Regions from separate parts of the Mus musculus genome. Here region 1 is linked to region 2. Evidence: chromatin contacts called from public Hi-C data. All regions are on one chromosome and are shown on one strand. The core of a region is the stretch at or near the end of the contact, and the rest is flanking DNA. Distances in the headings are between cores, read along the strand shown. Region 1 has its middle 17 kb from the start of 2700046G09Rik. Region 2 overlaps Sgms1 (sphingomyelin synthase 1).

Region 1 (3,858 bases), core at 1,192-3,691, 110 kb after region 2:
CAAGCTATTCCACCCATATCCACTTTGCCACAACAAACGGAAACCTCCAAGCGATCAGCTAAACAACCCTTTCTTCTTCTGTAGCTTGTGTCAGACATGCTGCCACGGTGGTGAGAAGGCTGATGAACAGAGGCAGAAAGAGGAAAGACGGATAGGAAGGGGAGAGTTTTCTTTCCTTGAAGGGCTCTGGACTTTTTGTTATTGTTGTTGTTGCCAAACTCCTTACATGAGTATTACAAATAGGATTATTTTGAAAGTATTTTTCTTTCTCCTTTATAAATCTGGTTCCCTCTAGTCAACAGTTATAGACCAAGGGACATCAACATCAAGGAACTCCTGACTCAGGATCGAGAGAACTGCAAAGAGAGCACACTGCATCAAAGAAAATGAAATGATTTCCTGTCAGTGGGGGCAGCATCAGTAAGACACTGCCAAACTGTGACCCCCTCAACCAAGCATAGTAGTCTATTCCTGCACTCTCTACCCCATGGAGGCTGAGGCAGGGTGTTAGAAGATCCAAGTCAATTTGGAAGGCCATATCAGATGGGGAAGGAGGGAAAATGAGAGAGATAAAGAGAAACAGGACACACTAAAAATTCACACCCTGCAAGTGTGCTGAGTAAGGCTCTTGGGCCCTGACCTGATGTAGTCATTTCAGATACTTGTACAAAAACTGGAACTGTAGAACTATCTCCCACTGGGTCCCTCTGAGAGACCTTGGAAATAAGGTTTCAAGCAGAGATGTGCCATTGAGAGTGTAAGGAAAGTAGAGGTGACATCAACCAAAAGATGGATGGGGGAGGGGATATTTTGACCATCGTCCATAAATCCCAACTTCCTTTTGAATACTAAATAACTCATGATGCTGAGCTAAAAAGTTCGGAAAAACTTTACTTGCTCTCAAAGCTTTGTCTAGGAAGCAGTTATATGTGTATAGGTAAATTCAGTCTCCGTGATAAAATATACAATTTGATGACACTAAGTGCACTCATATTTATGGACAGGACTAAAATCTATTTCAAACAGAACTGCTATATTCATTCCAAGCCCTTGGCATCCATCCCCTAGTCTACTTTTGTTGGTATCTACAAATCTGTCTATTCCAGGTACCTGACATCACCAGAATGAGATAGTATTTGTTCTTAGCATAGGAAGTAGCATTTTCCCAGAGACTATGAAGGCTGAATCTACCTTCCTCCATTTTTAGACATGAAGACATTGACACCCAGTGACTGCAGGCTGTAAATCATGTACCACAGGGAGTAAAAAGGCTACCTTGCTTCCCACATTGAGGCCTAAATCAGTGGCAGCACTCTGACTTTCCCACACTCTGATTTGAAAGGCAAAACCTGTTTCCTTGGCAACAGATACACACAACAAACCAACTTGGGAGCAACTTAAGTTACTATGTGTCCTGTGGTTCCCCCTTTCCCATGTTTCATTTTTAAAGAAGACACCATCAACTGAGTCGAGGAGAGGACGACATTTTGGAGAGTGTCCACAACGTGTCTGTCATGCTAAACACCATAAGTGAACTGGAAAGTGCCTAGTCTCTAAAAGGCAGTTTTCCGTGGTCTTTGTGAGTTGTCAAGAATATTCATAAGAGGTTCCCACAGATTTAGGCTAATGTGAACATCCCAGCACACATTAATCTGGGAACAGTTAACTCTATGTGAAAGGCACTAATACACGCTTGCGTTTACTTTGCACAGTTATTCTTTTACGATGTTCATAGTTCTATGAGGCAGAGACTATAATTTAGCCCCATTTCACAGATGAAGAAACAGGTAATGTCGTGTTAGCAAGCCTTCATTGCTGTGACAAAGTAGCTAAAGAAACAATAATTTATTTTAGCTTGTGGCTGGAGAGGTTCACAGTGATGAAGACACCTGGGTAGAGTGGATCAGCTTCCATCATGGCGGCCAGGAAGCAGAGAGAAAGGAAGAGAGTAGGGAGTAGGGAGCATTTATTTGTTTGTTTACTTATTTTGGTTTTTCGAGACAGGGTTTCTCTGTGTAGCCCTGGCTGTCCTGGAACTCACTCTGTAGATCAGGCTGACCTCGAACTCAGAAATTTGCCTGCCTCTGTCTCCCAAGTGCTGGGATTAAAGGCAACTGCCACCATGCCCGGCTAGGGAGCATTTATAACCTTCAAAGGCATAAGCCCGCAGTACAGGGGAACGCCAGCGCCAAGAAGTGTGAGTGGGTGGGTAGGAGAGCAGGACGGGGGTAGGGTATCGGGGACTTTTGGGATAGCATTTGAAATGTAAATGAAGAAAATATCTAATAAAAATTGAAAAAAAAGGCATAAGCCCCCCCTTCTCCTCCTTCTCCTCCTCCTCCCTTGGTGATGTACTCCCCCCTCCCAGCTAGCCCCGCCCCCTAACAGCACCACTTCCTCCCAAATAGCAGCAGCATCTGGGGACCAGGCAGTCAGCATGTGCACCTAGAGGTACTTTCATATTCGACCCACAAGTGTGTATATGGTGAATATAACGTTTGAACAAATGCCCCAGACAGTTTGACAGCAGCACAAGGGAAAGTGTCTATGATACACAAGAGACACGAGGACCAAGTATCCCTGGCTCCTGCCTCCTTCGAGATACTGGGGAAGCTTTCTCCGGGTCAAGCACGTTTTTCATTGTCCGCAAGTAGAAAGGGACTGTTGTTTCCTCCTTTGGAAAGATAATCAAGGAAAATGAAAAGCCCATCTCTGTTTTATTTCTTACTTCTCTTTTCAATAACCACAGCCCCTTTGGGGTTTGCACAAGCTGTTGTTCTTTGAGTCTTCCAGCCACAGATCTGCTGCTTGCTTTCAAAGTTGGGGGGTTAGGGGACAGAGACAGAGATAAAAGCCTCAGTCCATGATGGTAGGGAGAGCTGTGTGGAATAGGTTAGCATCGATTATGGCAGCCAAGAAGCAAAGAAAGAGAAGAAGAGACCAGGGACTAGGTATAACCTTCAAAGGTGTAGCTTCCAGGGATGTCTTTTTCATCTAGGTACTGTGGCTGGTTAGATGCACACACACACACACACACACAGAGAGAGAGAGAGAGAGAGAGAGAGAGAGAGAGAGAGAGAGAGAGAGAGAGAGAGATTGCTCCTATTTCAAGATGTTATATTATAAACTCAACCATCAAAACCACTCCAAGAAGGGTTGCATTCACTTTATATATTTGCTACATTATGTGTGGGGTAGGGAGGGAATATGGGCCATTTATTTTATTTCCTTTGTATAATGGTGATATAATTTCAAATTTAACAGCCCATCACACAATTCTATTCATTATTTCCCACCAGAAACCCTGCTAGGAGACAAAATAAATAACTTGTGAAACTTCATTCCTCAGCCCTGGGATTTTTTTTTTAAATAAAATGACTTATGTATTGAGACAAATTGTACACTTTAAAACCCTTTACTATCCCCCTGGCAATGGGGCAACGAGACACTTTGGTGATTGTAATGTTTTTATGTCAGTCAGGGGCAGAGCTGATGGCAATCTTTTGTTCATCCTAGCTTGATGCCTGGCTTGGTGGCCAAGGCTGTTTCGTGCCTGGGACACATGAAAATCAAATCAAATCAAATTCAGGCAGTACAGAGCTAGAAGAGGAAGACAAAACTGTGTTCTGCCATGTCATGCTATGCAGACTGGGAAAGATGCCTACAGACCTGTCTTCCAAAGACCCACAGTACAGGCAGACCATAGACACACAGAACCCTGCCTACCATCACACAGTGAAACATGGGAAGAAGACACACACACATGCACACACACACACACACACACACACACACACACACACACACACAGAGGGACTCATGAACCCCCATGTCACCCACAGACTTGCCCTCCAGCAC
Region 2 (4,055 bases), core at 68-2,567:
CTTTCCACACTATTATTCATTCATTGTCAGCATTCTTCATCGTTTGTTCACTGGTGAAGTAGTTAGGGCTAGTACACACCCTGCTCTTCTTATGACAGATCCCTATGTCGCTCCTGTACTTTATTTACTCTGGTACTCAGACTTGGCCAGTGGGGGCTCCTTCAAGCCGTCAACTATATATTTTTGCCATATTTATTTTTTTCTCACTTTTATTCCTTTACTTTCTCACAATAAAAATGTTCTGGCCTTACCCTGCATATGTCCTGTCTCTGTTCTGGATGAGGTAATTTGTCCAAAGGGTCCTGGGGACTTTTCGGGGAATAACAGAGAGCAAGATTCAGAATGACTGGTTTCCAGTCAGTCTGCTTCACGTCGCTGATCTTCATTCTAAATATGAGCCACATGGCCCTTTCTGTTATAAAGTAGATAATTTGAGCGGGCTCATTTCCATTGTGGCAGCTAAATTATTGGTAGATCTTACCAACTGTTAATCAAGGGTCTACATTGGATTAAGATGGATCCATTTCAACTACATCCGTACTGCAAGCAAGCAGCCTTCCTCTGTGGTACTGCCCTTACCCCCTTGTCATGCAGCCGACACAACCTGTTGGCAGCATGGCTAACATGCTCAAACTTCCAAACTCTTGGTATCACAGCACCCTGCTTTCTTTCCTCTTTCTGTTCACTACCCGAGGCAGCTGCTCCCTGATCCTAGAGATCTCCAACCCCAGCACTTCTCTTCCCATTACATAGCTGTGCAAATTCCAGTCTCCACAGCCCTGAGCTTACAGATCTCTTATCTCCTTGCTGAGGCCCTAGGCTCTCCCTGTGTTAGTCATGTCTATTTTGGCAGAAAATAGGCACAGGCCAAACCCCAGGACAGGACAGCAGGCTCTTCTCGTGAGTCACAGTCTTGACTCCCTGACGGCCATTGCTAGCGGCCTCATGGATGGAGAGCTGTACTTTCTATGGAAATGTAAGATCACCTCTAGCTGCCTCTCACCGTTTCCATGCCTTTGGCATGAGGTAAGGCTGCGCTGGGAATGGTGAAGGATCAAACTCATTCAGCACATTTTAATAAAGTCTGTAAGCATTCCAAAGAAAGTCACTTTCTGGCACCGGCTCAGCTGTGCACCTGTTCATTTGTTCTGAAAACCCTCAGTATCCAAATCGCTCTCGAGGAGTGAAGCGATTCCAGATGAGATGACAAAGAAAAGCCTCTCTTCGTTCTAGGAAGCAGACACTCATTGCATGGCCATCCACCTCTCTGACAGCTGTATTTCCATGACTCTTTCTTCAAGTCACAGAAGGAAGGTCTCCAGCCAAAGTCAACGAAGCTAGTTGCTAGGAAACATATTTCCTGTTTATGTGTGCATATTTTGGAGCGACTCAGTTTCTGATGTACTTTCACTTTTCTGTTTTTACTTCTAACCACACCTATCTACAAAGAATTTAGAAGTAATCAAGAAAAAAGGAAAGAAAAATTGCAAACCCAGACACAAAGTTAACTGGAAGAAAATCAGAAGAAAAAAATATTTTTGTCACATGCTATAAGGAAAGAGAACTTTGCAATAGTAGGAAAACAGAGAAGTTGTCTTTCCCTGCCTAGGACAGATCCAAACTAACTGTGCACACGCGCACATACACACACACACACAGAGACAGACAGACAGACAGAGAACGAACCACAGCAGTGGATACCTAGCACTACTGTCTCCGCAGGCTTTTCTCCAAGTGAGAACTCCTCACTGCAGCCAATCTATTCCCTGCTCGGGCAGCCTGGTTTTTCTTTGGTTTTGCTTCAAATGGCCCAGAACTTAAAAAGCAAGTGTGATGGAGAGGTGCTGGCCTGCCCATCTTCTAGGACCCCTCAGAACACCTTCTCACAGGTCGCCCTGAATCTCCAGTGGAATCCTGTTTTTCCATGAGTCAGCATGGATCAGCTTGCACACTGATTCTTCCGTGGGTTCCCACCTCCCAGGAACTGAACGGGAGTCCTGTGGGTTGATCATTTCCACACCAGCTCTTTCTTTCATCGTTCTCACTTCCGGCCCCATCTCCTGTGAAGAACATTTTGCCTCTCTAGCAGAGCATCCTTCTTTCTGCTTTTCCTCTTAGCCAACCCGCTGGAGCATGACAACCCTGGGAAATATTTTGTGATCTCTATCTGAAGCAGGCTTGGTGTTCTCTCAGCACATGGCCACCTTTAAAATAAATAAAGGCAGAGCTGTGGTGTTCACTTGCACTGTGCTAAGCATGGATGAACACTCTGTCTCCAGGAGTTCTTTCAAGTGGATGCTGTTACCCTTAGCTCATTTCACAAATGACCACACAGGCAAGGAGTTACAACAGAATCCCAGCATCACAGGCAGCAAGTGGCAGAGCCACAGAGCTTCGATGCATTTCACTAGCAATGTGAAATATACTTAGCTGAAAATTCAACATGATAATGAGAGATACGAGGAAACAACCCAGAGCATCAATGGTGACCTCAGGTCATCACTGAAAGGACAGGAAGTGTCAGCTCACTGGAATCCTTCATCAGTGGCCAATACCCATAAACTAGGTTCACATTAATTCTCAGAATATAGGCCAAGATGTGCTACCATGATAGCCTCTCTATGGAGCGCCCTTCTTTCTGCTTTTCCTCTTTGTAACCTGCTGGAGCATGACAACCCTGGGAGACACTTTGTGATCACTATCTAAGGCGGGCTTGGTGCTAGGAGAGATGAGCAATTTCTAAAACACAGAAATATATACATGAATCAAAGGAGAAAACAAGGCAGTGAAAATTGAAGATCTGAAATTCACACAGAAAATTTAATCTAGGAGAAAAACAGAAAACACACAACAAGGAAACCCCATTAATGTTTTAAGTATGCTCTGCTCTAAAAAGCTATAGACAGAATTTTTCAAACCCTCGGCCACAGGGAAAATGACAAAGCCCCCCAGTCCCCAGGCTGAAGTTTAGAGGGAGCCAAGGCCTTCTTCCAGTCCAGATGTGATGTTGATAAGTGTGTACAAAAAACATCCACTGTAGCTACCCCCCACCCCATATTTATGTCTAGTCATGCCCCTACCAAGATTAACTAAACCTGCCTCCTGGATCCAGGTGTAAGCCATAGCCCTGCTTCCTCACTCTCTGCATGTGGTAACACCTCCTCTGTGCTCTCCTGTGTGCAGTTACCTGGTCCACCCACTCAACCATACATAACAAACACACTGAGCATCCAGGATGCTACAGTTCCTCCCTCAGAGAGGCCAGGCCACAGGACCCCTGCTTTGCTGTGTGTGTATCCCTGGGTCTGCCTTTTCTTCATTCCCTTGCTGTTATAGTCACGTCCATCCCTCATCCCCAGGGCCATGCTGAATGCCGCACACAATAAAACTCCTGTGTTAATTACCAACAAGCTAACCTTCAACGTTGATATTTCAGCAGAATATGCAATTCTGCCTTATGGAAGTTTCGTAACAGAACACATAACCAACAGTTGAAAGCTTTAAACTACGGACCTCTCATTAGGAAAAGCCCAGCTTTGACAGTGCTATGAAAATCAAAATCTCCCTGATTCAAAGCACGAAGTCTTTCCAAGAGTAACACACATAAAATTCACAAAATCTGAAGTGAAGTAACACTTGCTTTGGGGGATTCAAGGACCAATTCAATATGTTAACCACAAGTTTTTCGGCAGTACCTATTTCCCAGCAAGTGCTTAATAAGTATTAGTTATTGGTACTGACAAATAATTGTAACCTCACTCTTGTCAACTTCAAGCTATTCTATCTCAGAGTCTATTAAAGACAAGAGCCAGGAAGGCAAACATAGCTTCACGATGAAAAAGGAGCAGTCATGTGTTCAACCACACAACTAGTGCATACTATCCACTGTCACGACAGGTTCACAAGACATCCACCAAGCTTCTTCATACAGTATGTGCTACGGATCGATCCTATCTCTCCTATCCCCATCCTTCCCTTCTCACCCTTCTTCCTCCTCCATTTCTCCTCTTTATTTCCCTAGAGAATTTCGCCTCTACATTCATTTTATATTTTTA

Evidence for each region. Hi-C and Micro-C count contacts between places; a contact is called where the count stands out from the background.
Region 1: a Hi-C map of DN3 thymocytes shows a contact between it and region 2, with 2.2 times the contacts expected there. A contact is called at or near these places in 2 of 484 Hi-C or Micro-C datasets (CD8 T cells and DN3 thymocytes), 2 of 130 datasets of targeted methods (embryonic fibroblasts and pancreatic cancer cells) and 3 of 9 other capture datasets (adipose tissue, liver and pancreatic islet).

Annotation. Positions count from the first base shown.
Region 1 is chr19:32,404,515-32,408,372 of GRCm38.p6, forward strand. No RefSeq gene overlaps it. Among named protein-coding and RNA genes, the nearest start is that of 2700046G09Rik, 17 kb to the left of the region's middle.
Region 2 is chr19:32,291,329-32,295,383 of GRCm38.p6, forward strand. All of the region lies in intron 2 of Sgms1 (sphingomyelin synthase 1), which reads right to left. Among named protein-coding and RNA genes, the nearest start is that of Sgms1, 95 kb to the right of the region's middle.